2 separate regions of the Bombyx mori genome follow, and region 2 is linked to region 1. A link is a contact called in public Hi-C data. All regions are on one chromosome and are shown on one strand. Each heading gives the region's core, a stretch centred on a gene start, on an enhancer-like site or on the middle of the called end of the contact. The rest is flanking DNA. Distances are from core to core; before and after follow the strand shown. Region 1 overlaps LOC101738176 (ras GTPase-activating protein raskol). Region 2 overlaps LOC101738176 (ras GTPase-activating protein raskol).

Evidence for each region. A called contact is a pair of places that touch in the nucleus more often than the background predicts.
Region 2: a Hi-C map of middle silk gland shows a contact between it and region 1, with 3 times the contacts expected there. The contact joins two enhancer-like sites. A contact is called at or near these places in 6 of 7 Hi-C or Micro-C datasets (middle silk gland, midgut, an unstated tissue and 1 more).

What each region holds. Positions count from the first base shown.
Region 1 is chr15:5,277,885-5,282,003 of ASM3026992v2, reverse strand. It overlaps LOC101738176 (ras GTPase-activating protein raskol), which reads left to right. Exons shown (of 19, transcript XM_038015935.2): 4 at 521-707. Among protein-coding and RNA genes, the nearest start is that of LOC134200270, 45 kb to the right of the region's middle. Within about 2 kb of position 2,358, at least 8 of the 8 cell types and tissues checked have open chromatin away from gene starts, as enhancers often do.
Region 2 is chr15:5,343,986-5,348,104 of ASM3026992v2, reverse strand. All of the region lies in intron 2 of LOC101738176 (ras GTPase-activating protein raskol), which reads left to right. Among protein-coding and RNA genes, the nearest start is that of LOC101738176, 30 kb to the left of the region's middle. Within about 2 kb of position 2,309, at least 6 of the 8 cell types and tissues checked have open chromatin away from gene starts, as enhancers often do.

The DNA.
Region 1 (4,119 bases), core at 1,109-3,608:
TCCCACGACACCACATAATTAGTTTTTCTTTTGAAAAATGAAATCATTCCATCAGTATTTTCTTATGACGTTGTCACGTTCAACTATCGTCAGTAAACCGACTTTACAGACAACCGATTTTTTGGTATAAAGTTTGCTTTTGTGATAGTTATAGTAATAATACTCATTTTTCAATTTTATTATAAATTTTAATAAATTTTAATACTTTCAAAAAAACCGCGCTATGAGAGTGGGGTGTTTACGTTTACACAGTGCCACTAGATGGCACTCGAGTCATAAACAACGATCAGGTGTTTTGTACAAGCCCAGAAAAACTTGAAATGTTACGAAAGTGTAAATACGATGCTGATGCATTTTGTTTCATATGTGGTCAATTTTTTAAAGTTCAAAAGCAAACTGTTTTATGCCATGTATTTTTTTTCCGTCTGATTACGATCTAAAATATCGAAATTTTATGCTTCGCAATCAATGTCAAATTTGGTGTTGACCCGTGTTATTTTACGTAAATGTTCGTTTGCAGATCAACAATAACAACGGGGAATACAATTCGAGGAGCCTTCCTCGAGTGCGGCTTGACACCGGAGGGCAGGTGCCGAGTGCGGGCGTGAGACTACGCTGCTGGGCCGCTCCGCCTTCCATTACTGAAGAGGATGTGGAAGACGAAGTTGAAGATGACTCGGTCTCCTTACGGGCTGCCCCCGCACAAGGTAAGCCCATTTCTTATGTGTTCTCTATGATGCTTAAGATTCATTTTTTTTTCTTACCTAAGCTGATAGATAGCCTTGAGAGGCTATATCAGCGTAACCTTAACTAGTAGGTGAGCTCGCGGGGCTCAAACCTGACGACGTTGCTAACACGAACCCTAGCAAGAGCCGTGCTTCGTAGAATCTACCACTCGACCCACAGAGAAGATCCGGCGAGAAACTCAATGGGCTGTTTCTGAGGGTTAAGATTGACATGATGGTAGCTGTGAAGAGTTCGGAGGTAGTTTAGAGAATGCAGTTAATAATTAATCATTTATTTATAAGTTAATAATTCGTAAATAATTTTTAGTACCATAAAAGAATTCGTGTAGGATATGCTGCGCCCACCAGACAAAACTTAGGATAAGGGCAAAGAGCAGAAGAAGCTGTAAAGATTTTTGTAGTATATGTAGGTACTATTTATGTTTTAGTATTAAGTTACACAACATTCTGTATATTACATATCTATGGGACTTAGGACAGCAGAATGCAGAGATAATTTCAGTGAATATAAACAAAAAATATCTATCTGTGAAAAAGATTTGTTTTGTCCAAGCTCAACAATAATCTCCTATAAAGACGCAAAAAAGTTACTCTAAAAATAGTAAGAAATATTATGTCGATTAAGTCTTCACATAAATAAACACATTTGATCCTTTTGGTCATTAAACAGTTAACGCCTTTCTTTTTGTATTAGCGGTTAAAATGTTGATAGTACTAGTATTGGGATGTATCTGTCCTACCTAACCTTGCTGCAAAGAACCATGGATTCCAGTTATATAGGAGAGCCGTCATGACAAAGTAATCGAGACTAGACTTGTCTTAAGGTGGGTTGCGAGATTCACGCAATATATGCACGGCATCTGCGTAACTCTACAACTCCGTTTAAACTCGTCTGTTTGTTTGATCTTTTACTGTTTAAAGAATCGAGAGTAATAAATTTATATTTTTTAGCAAATATAAAAATATACTGACATCTAGCGTCAAACAGGGATACTCGTAAAGTAGCGCCATCTATCATCAAATAGTAACAGAATAGTAGCTCGCGATGCATAGTTAGCGACATCTGTTCTTTGGCGACTGTAATATTTCTGGTCTATATAAAAAGACACTAGATGGCGTGTTCAATGTGTCGAAGACCGTATAATTAAGAATGCGCAAAATGTATGTATTTATATATGTATATATTTTTTGCTTTCCTCGTTTATGATAAGTTTTGGCAAGGAATCGTTTCGTCCATAGAAGTTTTTCATAAAAAGAACTATACTATGTATGTATTGTAATATTTTGGGACACAATAAGTACTAAAAATGAACTAATTGTTAAAAACATCAAACGTCATGATTCGATTCAGCTGGATTCAGCCTATAACAAAACAAATTCCCGGAAAAGATCTTAATTAAGAACAATACTGATTCAAAACGAAACTCGTTTGATGACACGTTTTATTTTTAGACAATGCACATCCTGTATGAGCTGCTCGTACGATATTACTCGTTTACAGAAATAATGTTTCAAATCGTTTTAATATGGCCATCGCTTCTAATTAGTCAACCGTTGTAGCATAAGCCTGGGTTCGTCGTGCGACTGATGTGTCATTAGTTGCACCAGCCACCGATCAGTGGCGGAGAGGGAGCGTTGTCAAGGAGGGAACGGACAGACAGTAGAGGGCGTGACGGTCGTGCACCCATGCGGCACAAATCGATTACGCCTGTACTTTCATGGCCCTGCATACTTGAACTTTTTACTGCCTAGTGACGTTTTAAACAAAACAGGCAGCTTAAAAACTTTTTATTGAGGCGAACACTTTTCATCTTACGGCTGACTTGACGGGATCAGATCTTCGTCTACACAAATCCACGATTAGGTACGATTAAATGATTCGATCCTTTATAAGGAACTATAAACGTTCTAAGAACATTGCGGTATAAAATTACGTGCAAGGCGTACTTATTTACAAAAGAGTTTTCGTTTTTTTTTTTGTTTGATAAACTATATCTCACAACTTGTTTTGCAACGACCGAGTGTTGCCGGTCGTCGGACGCAATTGAGCTAAAATGGTCACAATTAGGGCTCGACAGTTTTAATTGACATCGGTCCCTTGACTCGTGCCCGTCGCGACATTCACGTAATCGATTCAAATTTTCACTGCGCAAAGACTACGCACATCATAATCGGAATTTCACGGGAAAAACATATTTATTCATATTAAAGTCATTGGAAAGCTGTGTTGTAATTTTGATGAAAAGTATACGAACTAGTGTTGTCATGATAATATTATAGTGTTAGTTTAATAATGAACGCGACATTAAAGAGTAAAATAAGTTATATTCATGTATACGACTTTTCACGAGTCACCTTAAAATTAAAATGATAAGTCTGGTTTGGTTCATTTCTACACGTGCGATACTGTTTTTTACATTAAAAAAAAACAAAATAAAACTGCATTATGCTGGGCATTAAGTCACGTAAACACGCTAATGTAACAGTGCACCTCAACTTGCGCTGCACGCGGCGTTATTCCAAAATCCATAAATAAACGGGGAATATTTGAAACTGAGCGGCAACAAACCGTGAAAATGCCATGCTATTTATGTACCATTATTTTTAGTGGGTGGAAAGAGTTTAAAAATGTCGTTTAGTTAACCTGTCTTTCGGTAACACAAATCCTCTCGGAAGAAAACATTAAGGTTGACTTCACAAAAATAAGTGATAGTGGAGACACCATGCTGCGACAAAAATGGATTTTAGTACCTTTTTTTTAACTTTTTGTGTAATAGAGCGGCACTTTGGTGTTTAGAAGTTTTAGTATATACTCGTTCAATAGTTGATATTGTTGAAACTGGATATTCAAATTTGCTTTGCGTCAAATATAAGTTCACGTAAGCTTAACCTTTGGAATTCCTTTGAATTGGATTTGCACTTACTTGTATTTATAATGTTAAAAGCCATGGATAATAGGAGTTCAAAGAAAGCTTGAATATTTCTGATCGACATAAAAGGCACAGTAGATTTACCGTCTGCGACACTGCCGGAATAGTGATTCATTCACGAATGACACCTACGGAACCTTACACATCGAATATTCCTGCGAATGTTGACGTCCAACCTGAATTTTAATTACATTCGTATTCAGTAACCATTGTTTGTTTTAATAAGGGGTATGCCTAATACGTATTTCTTTGAAATAAATTAATTTACCGCAAAGTGTACGGTTGAAGGCTATCTGCTCAGAAATGTTAAGTACTCGAAGAAAATTGTGGTTATTACTCACTAATTGTAAATGTAACATTTCCACTTTAGAAAAGTTCTAGACTTTCTCGCTTCTTTTTTTTAACTAGTATAAAATGATGAGAATATTTTTACATAGTAATTA
Region 2 (4,119 bases), core at 1,060-3,559, 66 kb before region 1:
AAATTTACTTTGGCAGTCAAAGATACAGAGTGCTAAATTGCCTCCGTAAACTTAAAAGTGCCATTCGATCCAGGTAGGAAGGCCGAGCCTGTGCTTTGTAATATATATTCTTTTTTTTTTTTTAATATTAACTGTCAAACAAGAAAAATTAAAATTGTCAGTCGTAAAGGATGAGAAACTATAGACATCATAGACGTGATTGCCACCGCTTGCTTTGGAGACATGTGGTCGAAGTTCGATGTGTATTTTAGAACGGCAGTCCCATCTTTCCATTAGAAAGTATGACTGCTTCGCACCAGAATTCGATGGAGGATGATGGGCATTCCCGCGTGGCGTCACAATTCGCCCGACCACGTTTAAGTTCTATGAGGACATAGGATTGCGCATTTGTGTAATAGGACACTGTACCTTGATCTAATTATTAAAATTAATTTGTAATCAATAAAATATAGCAATCTCCATTTTAATACAATTTGTAAAAATAAGTAAACATGAAAACTCTATTCACCACGTTGTAATTTAAGACATTGGTGGTTTCTATATATATCTTTAAGTGTAATATTACTAACTTATGTAAGTAAACGCAAAATTGCTCAAGGAAATCCACAATATATTAACTAATACAATAGAATACAATGTATTAATTACTTATTATGAATAATCACATTATAAAAATTCAAAACTCTTGAACTCGCTTCATTATATGATATATCACATTCAATAATACTTTCAGAAAATTATGAAAACTCGTATTTATTTTTAAACTTGCCCTCGTGACTATGCTCGACTGTAGATTTTGTCAATCAATTCATAATTAGATAAAAAAGGTTTTATTTGAGGACACTTTTATATATAATGGGACTATGGAATGGAATAGAAAATAATATTGCATCGCACTGCCCGCCATCGGAGTAGAGTTCATCCATACCTGGAGGGTTCATCCACAGTGCGTTTCAAGAGTTTTTTTTGGTTCCTACCAGCTTTTTGTCACGTACCATCCGGCTTTGGAATGAGCTCCCCTCCACAGTGTTTTCCGATTGCTATGACATGTCCTTCTTTCTTCAAACAACGCTTGTGGAGAGTACGGATAACGGTAATCAGTGGCTTGGCTCTGCCCCTGGTATTGTTGAAGGCCATGGGCGATGTTAATTACTCACCATTAGGCGGGTCGTGTACTCGTTTGCCTTCCATGGCAATAAAAAAAGCCCAAACTAACTCCTAACCTAACTCTCATGCTTGGTTAAATTTTCATTTTCTTTGGGATACTCTTTCGAACTACTACAAGTCGCTGTTCCTTTTTTTTGTATCGACGCACCATGCCGCAATTCATTTACGTCAGTAGATGGGTCGTTTTCAAATTTGGGGCCAAAAGCGAGTTATTCGATTTAATTCTCATAACCTTAATGTTACCGTAATTATAAGTACAGTAAATTTGTTGTCATGACAACAGGCACGTGGTTCTATAACTATATACAATTCGTAGACACTGTTAAATTAGGAGTTATAAATTAAAAACTAGGCACCCCAAATCTCATTCGTATCACTAGTTCGAAATTCAAATTCTAACTGTTTTGCTATTTTTCCAGTAATGTGTGTTGAAATTCGGCAATTTTATTTAATGAGTATGAAAACTAACTGGATATTAGAACATTATTAAAAACAAATGAAGTACGATTTGTAAGCTTTTTAAAAAGTTCCTATTTAAGTTAATAAGTGAATATTATATAATATTTTCAATAAATGAGTGATTGACTTGATTGTGATGAAGCATTTTTTATTCTGAATTTGCCTAAACACAAAAAAATTTATGGAAAATTGGAGAAAGCTTAAATTCATGAAATCGTTACTTTTTGGTCCCAAAATCGAAAACGACGCAGGTCCAGTTTCTATGCCCAACGAATCGTTGTTTCTAGATAATACGTGAAATCTTAATACATAAACAAATTCAGTTTCGCTTTTATAAAATTAATTGTCAATTGGGAATCACTTGTGGTTGTATTTAGGTTGAGTAACACGAATAAAACCTCTGGCTTTGTTTTTCAGAATCTCATTTCGTCTCGTCGGGGTTCACAATACAGAAATTCGTTTGTTTCAAATATAAATAATGAATAAATATGAGACTTAGTCTGTCAACAACGTAGGGAGAACGATTAAAATAAAGTTTCCAATAAATAACCAAAACTTTTAGTTATATACTTAATTAATACTATACGCCACAACGGAGTCAATTCTGTTCTACTCGCCATTATATTATTATAACTGTCTACTACAATATAATATTTTACGAATAAGAATAAAAACTTTTATGGTCAACTGCGCCATCTAGCGGCGAGTAGAATACGATTTACAACAACCGAAATAATTCGTTAAGTATATACTAGATGGCGCAACTTGAATCTAGTTAAAAATCATAATATAGATGTCACTATTTTACAATATCTTATTCGTTTTTAAAAATTAAATTAATTTTAAAATCTTTGTAAAATCAATTGACAACGATTTTTACCCATATCTTTTGTCTAGTTTTAGTAATACCATAATATATTGAGGTTTAACTCATTTGTTGTTGAGTACAGAATTTGAAAATCTAAAGAACTTTATTAAAGTTCAGAAACATACTATTATTGTGACAATCAGTCTAGAAGACGCTGACATAGAAGATGGTCTAATTAGAAGCTTATAAAATTGTATTAAATACGTAGTCTCATCAGGTCAACGACTCTAAAATTTTATTTGTGAATCGTCTGGAGCCCATGTGGGCGTCATTGTTCCCACCACGTGCTAATTACTTTAGGATTGAAGAAACTTTATTTGAAGCTGTCATTTTACTGTATGATGTAATTCATTAAACACCTACGAGGGCTGACATCACTCGCATTTCTAACAGACTCTGCGCTTCTCTGATATTAAACTATCCCCTCTTTATGAATCATATGGGTTTCTGATGTAGAGTGGCATCAATTATTAATTGTTGATTGGTTCTCATGACCCAGTTTTTGAAGTGAAAACCGCTATAGCACCGTTGTGATTTCAAACGAAAAAGTGACACTAAAAACAGATAAACGTATTCACAGGAGAAGCCTGCGAGAACATGAAAATGAAATGAATTCTTCTGAAGATATCATTTATATCGCGTACACATAGTTTTTCCTTATTTCTGCTGCGAAACAGTCCCGTGTATTGGTTTTCAATGTTTGAAGGAAGAACAGTTACACAAAATGATTGAGCCTTCAACAGGAGTGATGTATGATACATATTAATTGTAGACACAATAGTGGACGCGTTTTTTTCATTAGATGGTACGAGCACACTGGCGAATTAACGCGTAAAAATAAAATAAAAATCTGATTAAAAGCGATTAATAGAGTCCACAAGCGGTATGGCGTGAATGACGTAAGGTTTTAGCGTGAAAACCTGGCCATGCCCTGCAATATTATATCAAGTCTATATATTTATTATCTGTAACTGTATGCATTTGCATGAAAACCCAAATTTGTTAAAATTACTCGTGCGCTATTTATCACACGGTGATGTTATTAAGACAAAGTTTTAATTAAATTTGATTATAAGAACGCACAAGCGCATGTTAGTGTTTGCAAATTCGCCAGGCTGAGCTTCGCCGTGAGCTCGCCTTCACTTTTGGTGAAATTGGTATAACTCCTCGAGGATAAATAAATATCCAATCACGAAGAAACATTAATCTTAAAAGGTACGATCATATTTTAATGTCCGAAATACATAATGCTCTAAAAAACATTTTTTTTTTATTGCCTTTGTAGGCAGACGGGCCACCTGATGGTGAGTGGTTACCGTCGCCCATGGACTTCAGCAATGCCAGGGGCAGAGCCAAGCCGCTGCCTACCGCTAAAATTCGAGATTTTAACATTTCGAGAATATCAAATTTAACGACCAAATGTTGAATTCAAACAAACTTTTGCGTTCTAATGCGTTTGCGTTTTTACTTGTGGTAGGACCTCTTGTGAATCCGCATGCCTATTTCTGCCGTGAAGCAGCAATGCGTTTCGGTTTGAAGGGCGGGGCAGCCGTTATAACTATACTGAGACCTTAGAACTTATATCGCAAAGTGGGTGGCGCATTTACGTTGTAGATGTCTACGGG